2 separate regions of the Gossypium raimondii genome follow, and region 1 is linked to region 2. The links are chromatin contacts, called in public Hi-C maps. All regions are on one chromosome and are shown on one strand. Each heading gives the region's core, a stretch centred on a gene start, on an enhancer-like site or on the middle of the called end of the contact. The rest is flanking DNA. Distances are from core to core; before and after follow the strand shown.

Evidence for each region. A called contact is a pair of places that touch in the nucleus more often than the background predicts.
Region 1: a contact with region 2 is called in a Hi-C map of leaf, with 2.9 times the contacts expected there. The contact joins the enhancer-like site here to the promoter of LOC105763388 in region 2. A contact is called at or near these places in 2 of 2 Hi-C or Micro-C datasets (both in leaf).

The regions. Positions count from the first base shown.
Region 1 is chr12:15,340,333-15,344,108 of ASM2569854v1, forward strand. No RefSeq gene overlaps it. Among protein-coding and RNA genes, the nearest start is that of LOC128035318, 40 kb to the left of the region's middle. Within about 2 kb of position 1,974, the one cell type or tissue checked has open chromatin away from gene starts, as enhancers often do. A contact at or near this core is called in leaf, where this site is marked.
Region 2 is chr12:15,192,502-15,196,390 of ASM2569854v1, forward strand. LOC105763388 (probable LRR receptor-like serine/threonine-protein kinase At4g37250) reads right to left here and starts at 2,490. Exons shown (of 2, transcript XM_012581622.2): 1 at 624-2,490; 2 at 1-395. The coding sequence starts at 2,187.

The DNA.
Region 1 (3,776 bases), core at 724-3,223, 150 kb after region 2:
TCAGCGCCTAATTACAATCGTTTTCATGATGATCTTATAAGCCAACGTACATAGGCTAATCAACCTAAATTAAGATATTGTCTACGGGACTTGGACTTTCGGCAATAGAACAATCAGAGTTCTATTAATCATAGGATCTACAGATGCACTTCCCATGATTTGCCGAACCATAGAACAGATCGAGCTACCAACAATATCCCAATTTTCCTGATAGAATTTAGCATGGAACTTGTCAGTTCCTTGAGCCTTCAAGAGTACCATACTAAAAATAGCTCTGCGTATTTAATCATCAGAAATAGACAACATCAAACATTCCATATCAGCCGTGGGTATCAGTGGGAACTTACCTTGGCTAGGAGGATAACCATTGATCGGATACTCTGTTGCATACAGGTCTTTGAAGTAGTTCACCACATGTTTCAAAAAATCATCATCAAAACACCATTCGTCATTTCGAACCTTCAACCCTTTAATCTTATTCCTTCTTCATCTTGCTAGAGTGCGTCCATAGAAATAACTTGTATTTCTATCTCCATATTTAAGCCATTTCGATCTAGATTTTTGGAACCACATTAGTTCTTCATGATTTAAAATTTCTTCAACCTCCTGGCCTAAGTTTAATTCACGTTCATGGAGACACAACGAGGACATTAAATCTAGAATTTTTTGCACCCTGTTCAATTTAGAAGTTTCCTTTTACGCAAAAAGATGTTTTCGTAAAATCGTTTATTCCAATCTTGCACCACATTTTGAAAACATTCTAAATTCCTTTCAATCCCTATATCATTTCTCCAAGTTTTCCTCACAAGGTCTTTAAACTCGGCATGTAGCATCCAACTAGTTAGACACTGAAATGAGCGACAATCCCTTTGAACAATCAGGCTTAGAGAGACCAAAATTGGACAATGGTTGGATTTCAGCCGATAAAGATTACGGACCATACAGTTTGGTGCAAAGAAGTCCCACTCTGAATTACAAATGGCCCGATCAACTCTCCGAGACAGGTTCCCTCTACTCCATGTGAATTGAGGACTATTATAACCCAAATCCCAAATCTTATTGTCAAACAGGAAAGACTGAAACCACTTACAACCAAGTCGTGCCTGAACAACACCTCCTACCCTCTCCGAACCATCTAACACCGAGTTAAAATCACCAACAATTAGCCACGATTTTGAAATCGAATTTTCCATAACATCCAAGTTATTCCAGAGATCCTTCCTCTTCTTTTGTTACGGGCTAGCATAAACCACTGTGCATAGAAAACTAGAAGAGCTAATCTCGCTGCAAACTTTCATGTGGACCATTTGACGATGAATAGCCAAAATATAAACTAAAACTGTCTCATTCCACAGAATCCATATTCCACCGGCAAAACCATTAGCTTTAATCCTACAAGATTGAGCCATTCCAAATTTAGAAATAATTCTGTCATCTCGCGTACCACTTGTCCGAGTTTCAAAAAGACAAATGATCTCTGGCTGAAACTCTTTCCGATACTCAGAAACAAACTTATGAAAACGCGGATGTCTCGTACCTTGACAATTCCAAAAATTAATATTTGTGTCCATATAAAGCAGAGCGAAAAAAACAACAACCCAACAACAGATTGCGTTTTAACAAATAACCTTGGCGTTAGTAGGAACCGTAGTACCCATCTACTCATCATCTTTCGGATTGCCAACTATTGTCTCTGTGATTGCATGTCCCTGCTCCAACCCAGAGATTATATTCAAAGAATCATCTGGCGATTTATGATGTTTGGCAATCCCTTAGACCGATAACTGATTTCGCGGCCCTTGAAGAATGCCACTGGAAGCTACCCTAGAACGAAAAACCCCATTCTCCTTGCCCAACTCCATACCCATTTTATACTTGAGCAACCCCCTGTTCTCTTTCTCACTGTTTACTTGCCCGGAATGCCTGATGCTTGGTTTTATCTAACTTGGCTGTTAAAGTAATTGGTTGGAAACCCATGATTTGCTCACCCCCAGCAGCCTTGCTGGTGTTCAGGCCAAAATTAACATTCGTGGGCCTCTGACCCATTCCAGTTGAAGACCCAATATTCTTATTGATAAGCCTCAAAATTTTAAAGCCCACTTTGGACCCATTCCCTAACAAAAATCCTTTACCTTTAGCATTCGACTTATTTCTTCTTGGGCCAGCAGATCCTTTGATGGATGACACCCTTACATCACGCTCATTTTCATTTATATTTATTTGTTCTGTCGGTTTGTCAAATTCATTAAATGCGCCATCATCATTAACCAGATTGTTCTGGAATCATTCCCTGAATTACGTTCCTTGTTTCCCCGCTGCTCCGACCTTTCCCTCTTTGCCGACGTTTGACCAACATCCATGAACCAAAGTTCTCTTCTTCAACTCTTTTTTTCTAGCTCTTATTTTTCATCAACCACGGAAGCACTACCATTACCAACATCAGATGATGAAGATTTCATTCTCTCACATCCTTCAGCACTATGACCATAGAGACCACAGTTAAAACAAACGTTCAACAATGATTCATATTCAACACGCTATGTCCGGCCATTGATCTTTACTTTGGGTACCAACGGTTTCTTAAGATCAACACAAACAGCTAAGTGCGCAAACTTGCCCCTCCTGGCAAAGTCTATGTGAGTGTCTAGTTTCACAACCGGGCCAATAGCTTGCCTGATGGCACGAAGCAAAAAATTCGGAGTAATAGCCTTCTGGTAAACCTGGTAGTCTTATCCAATACATCAATTCCAGTATTGGCGGTAGAAAAATCCAGTGACCAAGGGTGCACTGTTAAATACTGTCCATAAACTACCCACGGACGTCCTACCAGCACTATTATAGTATTTCTCATTGTTGAAACGAACCAGGTAGAAATCATTCTCCAAGTCCATTAGCTGAACAGGATTCAAAGGTTTCCACATTGTATTAATCTTATTAAGCAAAGCATGAAAACCTATTCTACGTAGGTATTTAAATTGCGGTTGCGGCGACTGTGGACATAATGGATGCTATTGCAGTCATTGCGAGTATCGTGGTCGTAAATTTTAAAACAATTTATTGTAAAATATAATAGCGGTTTCGACAGTAGCCGTTTCGGACGGTGCCGCTACCGCTATATAACTGCCATTATTTCGGTAATGGATCGCTATTTAAATCCCTGATTCTACGGCCCAAAAGTTTTACAATCAGTGTTTTCGACATATTCCGCTCAATAAACTTATGAACACGATTCGAGAAGGTGATCGATGGTACTCCATCTACCACCTCCGTTATCACATCTCCCTCTTAAAGCTCGAAGACCTCTTCCATCCTATCTGTTTGGTCCAGATTCTGAGCCATGCCCAACAGCGTGGCCTTGTATGAAGCCTTAGCCATTCTGGGATCTGGAATCTGTCTTCCATTACCATCAACCGTAAGGTCGTCTGACTCTGTAGTAACCTCCGATCTCCTTCAAACTTTCTTTCTTTCCCTTCCGACACTGTTATTCGAACTATCAAGTGTTCCTGCAACTGTGATCTCCATGATTCAAGTAATAATCATTTGAAAAATGTTTTGATTTAAATACATGTTATTTGTCGAAGAAATCAAATAATATTATCAACTGGTTTTTACTTGAATGAAAGTAAAGTTTTTATAAATTTATAATATTAAATTTTAAATTTAATTAATATATAAATGTAACACTAATTAAATAATAATTATTTAAAATAATAAATGTAATTTAATATAAATACAAAATTTAATTCAACATTATTTATTTAAAATTTTATATACAA
Region 2 (3,889 bases), core at 1,240-3,739:
AAATGCGTATACGTCCCACTTGGGGTTGGGCTTGAGGCTCCGAAGTGACTCCGGGGCATGGTACGGCGATACACCAAATGAGCTCGGGCTTGGACTTGGACTGGGACTAGGTCCCACTACATCTTGGAGGCTATCCCTTGATGCTGTCGACCTCTTGCTACCAAAATTTACGGCTGACATTCCCACTTTAGAGCTTGTATCACCTGTTACTAGCCTTTCCAGACCGAAATCTCCAATCTTGGGTTCCATGTTAGAGTCTAAGAGGATATTGCTGGGCTTCAAATTGGCGTGCACATGTTTCTTCTCGTGGAGATATGCTAGCCCACGGGCCACACCTTTAGCAATTTTTAGCCGAGCCTCCCAGGGAAGATGACAAGGTGAAGAGCCAACTTTTCCTGAAACAGAAAAGCCAATACTTAACAAATGTAAACGCATGAAGATGCGTCCTTTTCATATTCAATCGATGTTTGACTTTCTCATGCATTAAACGACAACCTTTTAGTTAAACCTACTCCACCGCCATGACTTCACTTCTTCAGCGTTGACAGGAGCATATCACATACATAATTTTTATATATTTAACCTTGAAAATGTGAAAAATTGAAAAGGTGAAAAGGACTCACTGTAACGAGCGTTGGCGAGGCTGCCATTTGGTACAAAATCGTAGATGATAAGCTTTTCATCAACTCCCCAGTAGAACCCACGAATCCTGACCAGATTAGGGTGCACCAGTTTAGAAATTATTCGAACCTGGGTCTCGAAATCCCTGAACCGATCCACACTGTTCTCACCAATCCGTCGAACCGCCAAGGAGGTCCCATCTTCAAGCACCGCCTTGTACAGTATGTTAGACCCGGTGGCACCTAATATGTATGCCGACGCTTTAAGTAACGTATCCAGGTCAAGTTTCTTTTCCCCATCGACGGTCACCAACGTCCCTTTCTTGTCATCTTCTTGCCCTTGCTGCCGTTGATCATCATCATCATCATCATCTTCCTCTTCAGTACTGTCGGATTCTTCTTCGTACTTTCCTCTCTTTATCAAACATGCCCATATCGCAAACACTTTTGATTCTGACGATGGGGATGCTGTGTTAGCTTCTTGCTTCAGTGTGGTCTCCAGTACTCTGTTTTTTCTCTTTATTTTATAGACGAAAAGGAATACCATAATTACTAATCCTACTCCAGCTATATCACCGACTATAATTCCCACTATTGTTCCTGGTTTAAGCTTGTTTCGCCGTGATGCTTTAGCTCCGGGATCCGTTTTCTTGGGGATGGCAGCCATTGCTGGAGGATAAGTTGGTGAAGGACTTGGACAATCACGCTCTGTTGCTTCGCCACATAGATGAGGATTCCCGGAAAAAGATTTGGAATCTTGGTTCTTGAAAACGACAGAATCCGGAACTTCTCCTGTAAGATTGTTGAAGGAAAGATCAATGGTAGCGTTACTAGGGATTTTCTCGGCGAATTCTGGTGGAATTTTCCCGGAAAGTCTGTTGTAAGAAAAATTCAAGTAGTTGAGGTTGCTGCCTCCGAAGTTTGGTGGCAAGGAACCCTCGACAAGATTGGAAGAGAGATCTAAAACTTGAACAGATTGGAAGCTAGTTGGGAGATTCCCTGAAAAGTAATTGTTCTTCAGAGAAACAACAGTTAGATTCTGGATAGTAGTAAGAGTTGCAGGTAAAGCCCCCGTCAATGCATTATCGGAAAGGTTAAGGAATTGAAGGTTTTGCAGAGTTCCAATGGTTTCTGGTATTCCACCGGAAATCAAATTGTTTGACAAATCAAGAAACCGAATCTGGGTCGAATTGAATAAGGAAACAGGGAGAGACCCATTGAGAGAATTGTTGGAAAGATCAAGATTCTGAAGGTGTTGAAGTAAGCCCAGATCGGATGGAATTGCACCAAGAAGCTGAGAATTGGGAAGAGACAAGCCTGTAACTCGAAGGTCGCCTTTAATGGAGTTGCTTACTGCTCCACAAGTTACTCCATTCCAAGAACAAGGCGTCTGGTCGGCGGAGTTCCAGCTTTGTAACACATTTAGAGGATCACTAAGAATCAAATACCTGAAAGATAGCAAGAGAATCCCATCTGTGTTTAACCCCAAAGCTTGAACCACAAGAAACTCAACCACAACAAGAATTCTCCACCATAAATGGAGTTTAAGACTGGAGGAGGAACTCATGATTTGTCAAACTGATCACACATTTCTTGTGTGAAAGTAGACACAAAGAGAGAAGGGAGGAAGGAGACGAGAGAGAAAGGAACTAACTGAGATTTATCATTTATGTTAATGAAGTTGCAGAGAGGCCATGTGATGAAAGTTAGCTAAAAAGTAAAATATATATACACAGCTCAATAAAAACAAACTTGTCTCATATAGCCAAAAATGTTCTGGATTGGCAGCTATCTGCATATATATATATATGCAAAATATATGGTTTTTTAAGGTTTGATCGAAATGATTATTTGCTGATGATCTCACAGTTGGTTTTAGAAATAAATAAATCAAGTAAAGCTATAGCCTATAGGCTACAAGATGAGAATTATAGAATAGCATCTTTGCTACAAGACATCCATGTCAAGATGAAAAGGTTGCACTGTTCTCTCTTGAATTGACTTTAATCAAACTCTTTTCTTTTTTCTTCTTTTTTTGGGAAATATTTAAATTAATTTAATGGGAGAATATTTATTAGTAGAAAATTAATATGATTTAAGGGTGAATATTGTGTACTTTTTATGAAAAAATTAATTTGTAGATTGTACCAAATATTTCTCTAGGTAAATATGTTAAAATTTATCTAATAGAAATTATTAATGTAAACTTGAATTATCATGTCTATAAAAGAAAATTGCGAAGGTGGGATTCTTTCAAAAGAAAAAGAATGGGGTTACAAAGACAAGAGAATGAGCATATATTCCTCAAATCTCGATCGGTCATACATCAATAATTTTATATGTTTCGTCAAATTTAGATGATTCTGTGTAAGAAACATACTGTGTGCATTTCCTATGAAAATCAACTTGGGGGGTGGTAGGGGAAATTAAACAGAGGCAGGGAAAGAAAATTTGGGAGGGAAAATGAACCAAAAAAACATTGATGTAGGGGCAACATAATTGTGAAGGGGACCCTAACATCATCCTCCAGAGCGTCATTAATGGTTTTATTAGAATTTTAGGTCTTCATTCATTGCTCCACCCTTTTCAAAAATTTGACCATCTGCCATCATCCTTAAATAAAATCATACGTTTACATCTCCTATAGCCTATATATCCTTAAAACATGAAAATTCCTCCCTCAGGAAAGTGATTTCAACAGGGCCCCCAACCATGAGCGACCAACACTCGGTTCAGTGCTTTCAAGAAAACAATGAAGCTCCAAATTTAAAACTATTCTGTAAAAAAAAAAAAAAACACTTTTCGACCTATAATCAATCAGGTCTATGCCTGTCCAAATAGTCCTGGTTTTGGCAGCATACAAGTTGATCAGGCTGTCCATAGCTAATTTCTTCTCAACATTTTGTAAGATTCCAGCTATGGGTCCTAGATTTCCCATTTTTTTTAATTTATTGGCAGATTTGAGTTTGAAGACAATGGGGGAAAGCTTTTGGATTCTTCTTCGTCTCTCAGCAAATGCCCACTCCATCTTTGCAGAATCTTAAGATCTAAACTTGTAATTTTGTTCACACCTGGGGTTTGATTTATTTCATTTTCTTTTTAATTGTTTGTGGCAGCTTTACCTACATTGTTATAGTATAATTAAGGCTATTAAAAAACACTGGAGAATACATAAAATATTTTTTCTGCCTGCCTTGTTTGGTGTGCTTCATTTACTTGAAATTCCATAAACAAATTTATAATTATCTCTCAAATTAAGTAAATTAGTC